Linked DNA regions of Mus musculus: region 1 is linked to region 2. A link is a contact called in public Hi-C data. All regions are on one chromosome and are shown on one strand. The core of a region is the stretch at or near the end of the contact, and the rest is flanking DNA. Distances in the headings are between cores, read along the strand shown.

Region 1 (4,075 bases), core at 146-2,645, 210 kb after region 2:
GTTTGTCCACCGTAAAGGAGGCTTACCTCTGCGAAAGAAATTAGAGGTGAGGCCATGAAAAATGTGGCTCAGACAGGCAGGAGGGCACATGGCTGCATTTGCACAACACAGGCTTATTAAAGCAAAACTCTGGGGCCTGAGTATAAAGGAAAGGAGAAAATATAAAAGTTCTTTCCCAGTAAAGCCACTGGCAAACTTAAGTCAGGAAAAGAATCCATGGCTGAGGATGGCAAGCAGGGTTTGCAAATTAAGGGAACCAACAGACAATCTTAATCCCCTGATATAGTATTTGATACCTTTAAAAAAAATTAGCTGGTGGGGGGAGGGATGGGTTCTTCTGAGCTCCAAAGTGAAAAACCGAAAGAATGAATTACAATATTACCTGCCTGCTTAAAAACTGCTTTTTAAATGTGACCAATCCAAGTATTTGATCTGCTAACTTTAACAATCATTCTTACGAGGTCCCTCTCACAGGTTGCCAGTGGGGTGGGCAAGCGCCCCCCCCCCCCCGGGACTCTACCATCACCACTATTACAGCCACTCCTAACCCCCCACTCACTTTGGAAACTGGGCTGTTGACAGACCAGAAAGGCTTTTGGCTGCCTGTTATGTGGTTCAAACCGTACTGTAGCTGCTTAACCAGGCTGAAGTCATTATTCAGAGTCTCCCAACCAGAAAACACAAAACCCCTTATTTCCCATCTAAAACTGTACACTGAAGGTCAGGGGATGGCCACTGCAAATTGCTTTTGCAGATATGTGCGGGCCAGGACGGAAACAATAACCCAAGCACTAACTCTCGCATAATTAGCTGAAGAAAGTCTACACCGAGTAACCATCATTCTTTAAATGGTGTGGTGTATGCAATTCCTAACTGCTGAGCTACGAAGCATCCCTTATCACGGCCTTTATAGACAGCGCATTTCCCCGCTTAAACATCATTACCATGATCCAAAGTAGGGTCCATATTTTTCTCTGCAGGAATATCTTGAACCTTAGCTGAAGTATTTCCTTGTGACAAGAACCCAGTAATAAATTATCTTCTTAAATGTCTGAGTGTTGGTCTGCATAACTACGAGCATTTTATAAAGAGTTTTTAAAAAATTGTACAGACTGTGCAATGATTTGCATTTTATTTGCATATAAATAGGTTGGTAAAAGTGAATGAAATCTAATGATGCCTACAGAACTGTTTCTGAAAAGAGGAAAAAAACATTCTGCTGAAATCCCCTCCCCCCCCACCATTCACTCAAAAAAATGCGCATGGAATTTCAATGTTTTTATTTCTTGTCCAAAACTGAAACAGAATAAACAATGATAAGCCACACCGGAAACTGTCACTGAGTCCAGCGGCTGGACACTGAGGGTGCACTTACAGGAGGTATGCTGTCCCGGACTGTAGCTTTGCCCCTTCCCAGAAGCAGTCCAAAGGTGTAATGATTAAGCAAGGGTAAAGGTATTCTATTATCTGTCAAAGCAAAAAACAATAGGGGTGCTTTAGGCTCACACTCGCTGCTCGGGTTGTTTCCAGAAATTTTGAACACTTTCCCCTCTCTGCAAACAAGAAAAGAATGTACCTGATCCATGTAACCTGTCTCCGTGATAAGTTCCCCTGATTTGTAGCACAAATGTTCCAACTTCCATTGCCTATTGGGATGGAAAGTGAAGAGAAATAAAAAAACTAAAACAAAAATGCTTCTTACTGCAAGGAAATGAGCTTAAAACAGGAACAACAGGACTTAGCAAAAGGCTGTAATTTCGATCACGCTGAAGCATCTGTCAAAACCAGCAGAGCTTTTGCCAAGGAGAAAGCCGGCAAGCCCCGCTTTAATGAATAGATAACACTGGATCGTAATTAAGATGTGGGGTGTTTATGTAAATGAATGCTACCGAAGTACTTGAAGTCTTGTTTCCTTAAGTGTTCTACCAATAATCTTGTTTACACCATTAATCTGCTTTTCCACACACATTAAACAACCTGCAACAATCCAGTGGAATTATCACAAATTCAAAATAGGCGGAGCTTGGGCTAGTGTGGCGTGTGCTGGGATAGACTCAGGTGGGAGAGTATTACTGGCTTGCCTTTTTCTCTTTTTTACTAGCTTATGTTATTTTTGGTCACGTTTGAAACAAACTTTCCTGCTCTTAATGTTATAAACAACCTCCACCAGGTAGACAGGACATTAAATGCATGGACCACGAATTAATTTGGTTTTAGTATCTCTCAGAGAGTGTTCTGCAAACTCATGGCTTTCTCAACGTGTTTAGGGAAAGACGCTTTACTCAAAAATAAAAGGATATTTGGAAAGAGTAAAGACAGGAAATCGAAGGAATGAAAATAAAAATTACCCCCTCCCCCCACCAGTTATATTTTATTGGTCTCCTCAGGGGGACCTGCCTTCTCCCAAGGGCATTTTTGATACTTTGCATCTTCTTCCCTACACTTTCTTCTAGGACTTTTCCATCTTTCTCTTAGTGCCCTTTCAAACCTCTACCTTCCTGCTAATCAAAAGTTTTCTTTGCCTAATGCTGGTGAAAACAACCCTTATGTAGAGTCCTGGCTCCAGTCTTACCTGGTACCTGGTGTATGAAGGGTGGGCCCTGTTCATGCCTGGCTTTGTCTGTTTCTACCTGTACTGACTGTATTTCTCTCCCTGGTATCATTCATTCATTCATCCGCCTATCTCTCCCCTCCGACACTTATCAACCCATCGATCAGGTAAGTGTTCTATGTGTTTCGCATGTGCACACACACACACACACACACACACACACATACACACACCCCAATATAAGTGGGTCTTCAGCACCACCTGACCAGCTGAATCTCTGCATTTGTTTGAGAAAGATGCCCACTGATTGTTCATTGGACATGAATCCAGAAAACAGCATTTGAAACCCGGCTTGATCTTTGACCTTGGACAAACACTCCATTTATTCTCGTTTTCATTTTTTTTTTCACCTAAAATATGCAAGTGCTCACTAGACAAGGGTTCTCTCCTATGCATAACTCTGAGTCCATCTTAGTTAACTTCACAGAACCTTAAATCTTGTCCTGAAGCATATGGCAGACAAGTGCTTCAGAATAGGCAGGTCTTAGCATATGTGTGTGGAATAACCCTGGGAGACCAGGTTCTCCACAGGGCCTCTGACTGCAAACTTTCCCATCTAGACCAGACAGTTACTCTACACTGAACACTCCTGATAGGAGGAGACCAATTCCTGAACACGTCCCATATTTCCCAATCCCCTTTTCTACAAATATCTGACCTTGCCCTACTCAACAATGGGCCAGGTATATGTATGGCTCCTATTTTAAAATAATAGACAGTATAGATGTATTTAAGAAAAAAAAAGATGTTAATTTTGTTTTAAAACTCTCTTATTATCAATCTACCTCACTCAGACATCCGGGAGAGACTCAATGCTCACCCCTCCATTTGCTTTGTGACCAATTGAATTCTTCCCTTTATCGTCCCTCTCATCCACCTCTTCGCCCTACCCATTGTCGACTGAGGCTATGCAAAACATAACTGCTCCAAAGAAAGGTTCAGTAAGAGATAATTTACCAAGTTAACAATATATTCAATTTAGGGGGAAAAAAACTTAAGCAAATGAGATATAGCCCAGGTAAGAAGTCCCGCAATAGAATCATATTCACTTGTAGACCACACCAAGATACTCATTCAAAGTACATTATAGCGGCAGAAGAGAAGGCTCAGAGGTTAAGAGGACTTGTCATTCTTGCGGGTGACCTGGGTTTGGTTCTCAACTCACATGGCCGCTCACCCTCTCTAACTCCAGTTCCAGACTGCCCACGTGTGGCACACAGACACACATGCAGGCAAATATTCATACACATTTTTTAAAAAAAAGCTTGAGCACATCTCCAATCTGAAAGCTCGACATCTGAAAAGCGCAAGAATCTGAAACCTTCTGACACCAACGGGGACCGCAAATAGGACATTCTATACCACGAAACTCCATTTTACACACAAAAATAAATATTAAAATACTGAGACATATGTCAATCCTGTCTTCAGTCTTTAATCCTGCCCCCAATATATTATTACCTA
Region 2 (4,273 bases), core at 1,270-3,769:
ATTTCTAAACAGTAAAGAAGAGAAGACTTAAGAAGTAACTGGGTGGCTACCAAAACCACAAGAGGATGCAAGAAAGGATGTTCTGACCTAATTTGTCAAAAAGAAAGCTGTATGGGCTTTGCTTCAATGCAGTGGTTTCCTTCTGAACAACTGAGCTGGTGATTCCAACCCAAACAAGCCACAGAATCCACCTATTCTCTGCATGGGCTGGATCTATATGTCGAGGCCTTCCTTTGTAAGGACTTCAGATTAGTGGCTTCTCCCACGTCCATAAACTACTTTAGATTCTAAAACAGGAAGAGATGAGCAGGCAGGGTACCTGCGAAAGTAGCCATGACAAGGGTTAATGTTTAGCCCCTCCTTACCACTTGTAAGAACCTCTTTCTCCTCTCCAGTCTTCACTGGAGTTGTCCCAGGACTTAATTTCAGTGTCAGTAAGTTGTTTCATAAAGACCGAAGTATTCACAAGTCCCTATGACACAGTTAAAGCTGATTTTCTCATCAGAATTAAAGCTTTACTGCATGGTTCTCTGGAAGCCAAATCCCACCTCTTACAGAATCCTTTCAAGGAGGAGGCGAATGTTTAAGCCCTCTGCACAGTGTTTCACTGCCCAGGTGGGACACCATAGGTTCCTCTGCATTCTAGGGCTCTACAGCCATGCTCTGAAACAGAGTATCTGTTGTCATTATATTGCCTACCAAAATGGGTGGGGGGAGCTGTCTCAGGTTCCATCTGCTCATCTGTTTTTCTCCATCCCACCAAAATCTGTTCCTTCTCAAACTCTCCTCCATCTGGCCTAACAATCTTCATGGAGAGATTCCTTCACTCCAGGGAAACCATGTCACCAAGAGATGCCAGGAGCACTTCTATCTCCCTTTCTTGTCCACCCTCACCCCTGACTTTCAATAAGCCTTGGAGGATAAACAGATGATGATGATGCCCACAACAACCTGTGGCCTCCTTACCTTACCAGAATGTTATCTGATAAGACACTTTCCTCTGGTTCCCCTCTGCCCGGGATGGCCTATTTCCATCCTTCAACAAAACTCAGGAAGATGAGTCAACACGGACAGTACAGAGTATCGAGAAGAGAGGTGAGGGTGGCGGAGAGAACTGTTGACTCTCTAGTTCACCCATGAAGCTTTCTAGCCTGCTCCTTTCATCCCAGGGGACCAGAGATTACTATAAACCACCTGCCACTCCAAAGAGGCTGAGAACACACAGCACATTTCTCAGGGAGATGGCACACTTTTTCTATCAATTGTTTTCAGACTCTCTCCCTTTCTCTCTCCCTCCCCCCCCCCCTCCCCGGGTGTGTACATGTGTTTGACAGGGGGGAGGGGACAGAGAGATGGGGGAGAGAACTAGAAAAGGTATTCATAAGGTGATTATCAGAGAAAAGTGAATGCCTCTCCTAAAAAGACAACGGAGGGTTAGGAAGAATAAAGCCCCCAGGTCTTCTAGGTCAGAGAACCAAGAAGGAAACAACAGATTCTCGAGTGACCGCTCAAGTCCGGGACAGATTCCCCTTTCTAGGCTGAGTTTAAGGTTGTTTGATGTTTACTCAGAAAATGGTCATTTGAGAAAATCAGCAGAGAAGTTTTCCCTCCAGTTTGCCCACCAGAGCATCGGCCCATCTCCCATGGAGCCAGCTCACCCTACTCTTCTGGCAAGAGACGGCCCTCTTTGTCCACAGATATGAGTTAAAAGGCAACTACAGTCACTACAGAGCCACAAATACATACAAATCCAAACAAAACCAAAGAAAGGCCTCTTCTGAATGAAGAGCCACATAGCCTTCATGGTGAACTCCTTTGAGTTAAAAAAGTGATTTGGCTTTAGAAAAAAATCTACTTATATATATATAAAAAAAGCCATTCACATCTATAATGTAATTATAAAAATGACTATTTTTATAAATACATACTTTCCTTATGGCATTTTCTTTTCTATTTTTAAAACGTTAAACATAAAACTAAACAACCCTTTCACGTTTTAGAATCTATTTTGTTTTAAAAGATTCAGGTTTCTTACAACAAATTTGAGCTTTCTTTTTAATCTTTACCAGATGTTGTTTATACTACAAGCAATTTTTTTCAGTACCCCATAATGCAATTATTGTTTAATTAGTGATAAATCTGTCATTCTTGGGCTTAAAAACCTTAACAAGTACCAAATGTCCTCTTATGTTGTAAGTTTACATGAGGTCTCAGTGTCAAGCAGAGGAGTGGGGGGTGTAAGTTACAGGATGTCCAGCTTTGCACACTGGACAAATACCTCCAGGTCTAGTCTCCGTATGTCTATGCTCAAAAGCAGTTTCTTGGGTCTCACTGCTCCTCAACCTGGCCTCTGAATAGGAAGAACTGCCATGGTCCACTATTTCTTGTGGTCTGTCTGTGATCCTTCTCCCATTCATCTCCCAGGAGCTACAAAGCCTGGAACCCCATGAGTGAAGATTACCCTGCGCCCTGGGTTTTCATTGGAGATAATGCTGGAGTGTCTGGTGCCCCCCTGAGGTTAACACTGGAAAGTGCAGTCCAGACCAAAGCCCCACCACACTTGTCTAGTTAACCAAGACTAAGCCATCCACTCCAGCTCTGGTTTAACTGCATGTACCACATTAGAGTTCAGGCAAGAAGTACACTAATGAAAATGCGGGGAAAGAAAATGCTAAAACATTAGAGAAACAAATCCAACAATGTTGAGGACAGGAGTAATTCTTTGGCTGTATTTTAGCAATGGGATTTTTCAGGGAAGTTTCTCCTTGTGAAGCTGCGGTGACTGCCCTCTTAAGAATGAGGACACTTCCTGGCCAACAGGAGGAACACACTGAGCTGTCTGAGGCTGGCATAGACAAAGACACTTTTTACTGAGCTACCAACTCTTCCAGGTAACAGTCTCTGACTTAAGACCCTGCCTCCTGCCTCCCATGCAACTACTCTTTGGGGTAGCTCTCCCAGGCCCAACTGCGGTGGCTGCCAGCAGGCGGATCAGCCCGTGAAGGAGTGCAAGGGAGGGCATGGGAACCAGGGTGCTCCTGGCTCTGGCACGTAGCACAGTGTAGCAGCCAAGCGCAGGCCACCCCACCACCCAGCTGGCCCTTTTCACTCAAATAGGGAACCCAAACAATAGCCTTCTGGGCTCCACACACAGAGCTGTAACGAGAAAACAGCCTCCTTGATACAAGCTCAGCCTGGGCACAGAGCACAGTGCCAAAAGGGAGGCATAATTAGCAAGTGGCTTTCAATACTTCTCCTGACGTCAATTTTTAAGGTCAGGTCTAAGGTTAAGGATTATGGTGTCCTGGTGACTGCTCTCTCAAAGGAAACACAAGACCGTCTGTTTTGGAACTTTTAGTCTGCATAGTAAATGACAAACTGGGGTTAATACCCTGATCTATTTGGGGCCACCAACTGTGGCAGGCAGCCATGATATTGGGGACAATCTAAGGTAGAGAAGCCAAAGATTGAACCTTAAACACAAACCGGTTTGAGAATGTATTTTTATTTCACAGGCTCACACATGTGCCTGCACACACATCTTGTTTGGAATTAAGGTGACTAGTCTCTTATCTTATTCATTCATTGCCTTAACGGAAACTGCCAGACCTCTGATGTCTCTAAAAGGCAGAAGGACATTCAGGGAGATCATTACACTTTGTACAACTCTTTTATCTTTTGTTTTTGCTATATTTGGGTAACTATAGAATTTCCAGAACTCATTCTGGATAGTCCCAAGAGATGGGAATATAATTAACAGTGCTCCACACAAAACACAAGTTATGTAGACCATCACACTTTAATTACTGTCAGAATCCAGCACTAATGCAATTGGCATCAGGTTTCCTAGGCAGCAAAGTGCAGCAGTCTAGCTGGGTCTTAAAGATCTGATACTGCACATGGCCCTGTCAATGCTGGAAGATGCTGCGCTGCGATAAATGAATCAGATGATGCAATTAGGAAGCAGGTTCTTCAGGTTACCCCTGTAATCACTCAACCAGGTCACGGCTTATTCTACCCTGCTGGGCTCGCAGGCTCTCTGGGCTCAGGATGGCAGAGGAGAACTGCCTAAGCCAATCAGGGGCTTCCAGCTTGTTGTCTGTATTGTAATTATCTCCATGAACCTCACGGCATAGAGAGGTCACATCCTGGCAATGCCACAATAAATTAGACCAAATAACACCCCCTTAAATCCCTCCCTCAACCATAATAAAAGCTCTGAAGCTCCCACACATGATCCTGATAAACTGCTTCTAAGCTGCGTGACAAGGAA

Evidence for each region. Hi-C and Micro-C count contacts between places; a contact is called where the count stands out from the background.
Region 1: a Hi-C map of forebrain shows a contact between it and region 2, with 4 times the contacts expected there. The contact joins two enhancer-like sites. A contact is called at or near these places in 1 of 484 Hi-C or Micro-C datasets (forebrain), 1 of 115 datasets of contacts at active chromatin or transcription factors (astrocytes) and 2 of 9 other capture datasets (adipose tissue and liver).

What each region holds. Positions count from the first base shown.
Region 1 is chr13:63,543,661-63,547,735 of GRCm38.p6, forward strand. It overlaps Ptch1 (patched 1), which reads right to left. Exons shown (of 24, transcript NM_008957.3): 4 at 1,577-1,646; 5 at 1,376-1,467; 6 at 1-28. Among named protein-coding and RNA genes, the nearest start is that of Ptch1, 20 kb to the right of the region's middle. Within about 2 kb of position 1,396, at least 10 of the 459 cell types and tissues checked have an H3K27ac peak or open chromatin away from gene starts, as enhancers often do. A contact at or near this core is called in forebrain, where this site is marked.
Region 2 is chr13:63,333,437-63,337,709 of GRCm38.p6, forward strand. The region is part of intron 8 of Fancc (Fanconi anemia, complementation group C); the gene reads right to left. Among named protein-coding and RNA genes, the nearest start is that of Mir3074-1, 34 kb to the left of the region's middle. Within about 2 kb of position 2,520, at least 52 of the 459 cell types and tissues checked have an H3K27ac peak or open chromatin away from gene starts, as enhancers often do. A contact at or near this core is called in forebrain, where this site is marked.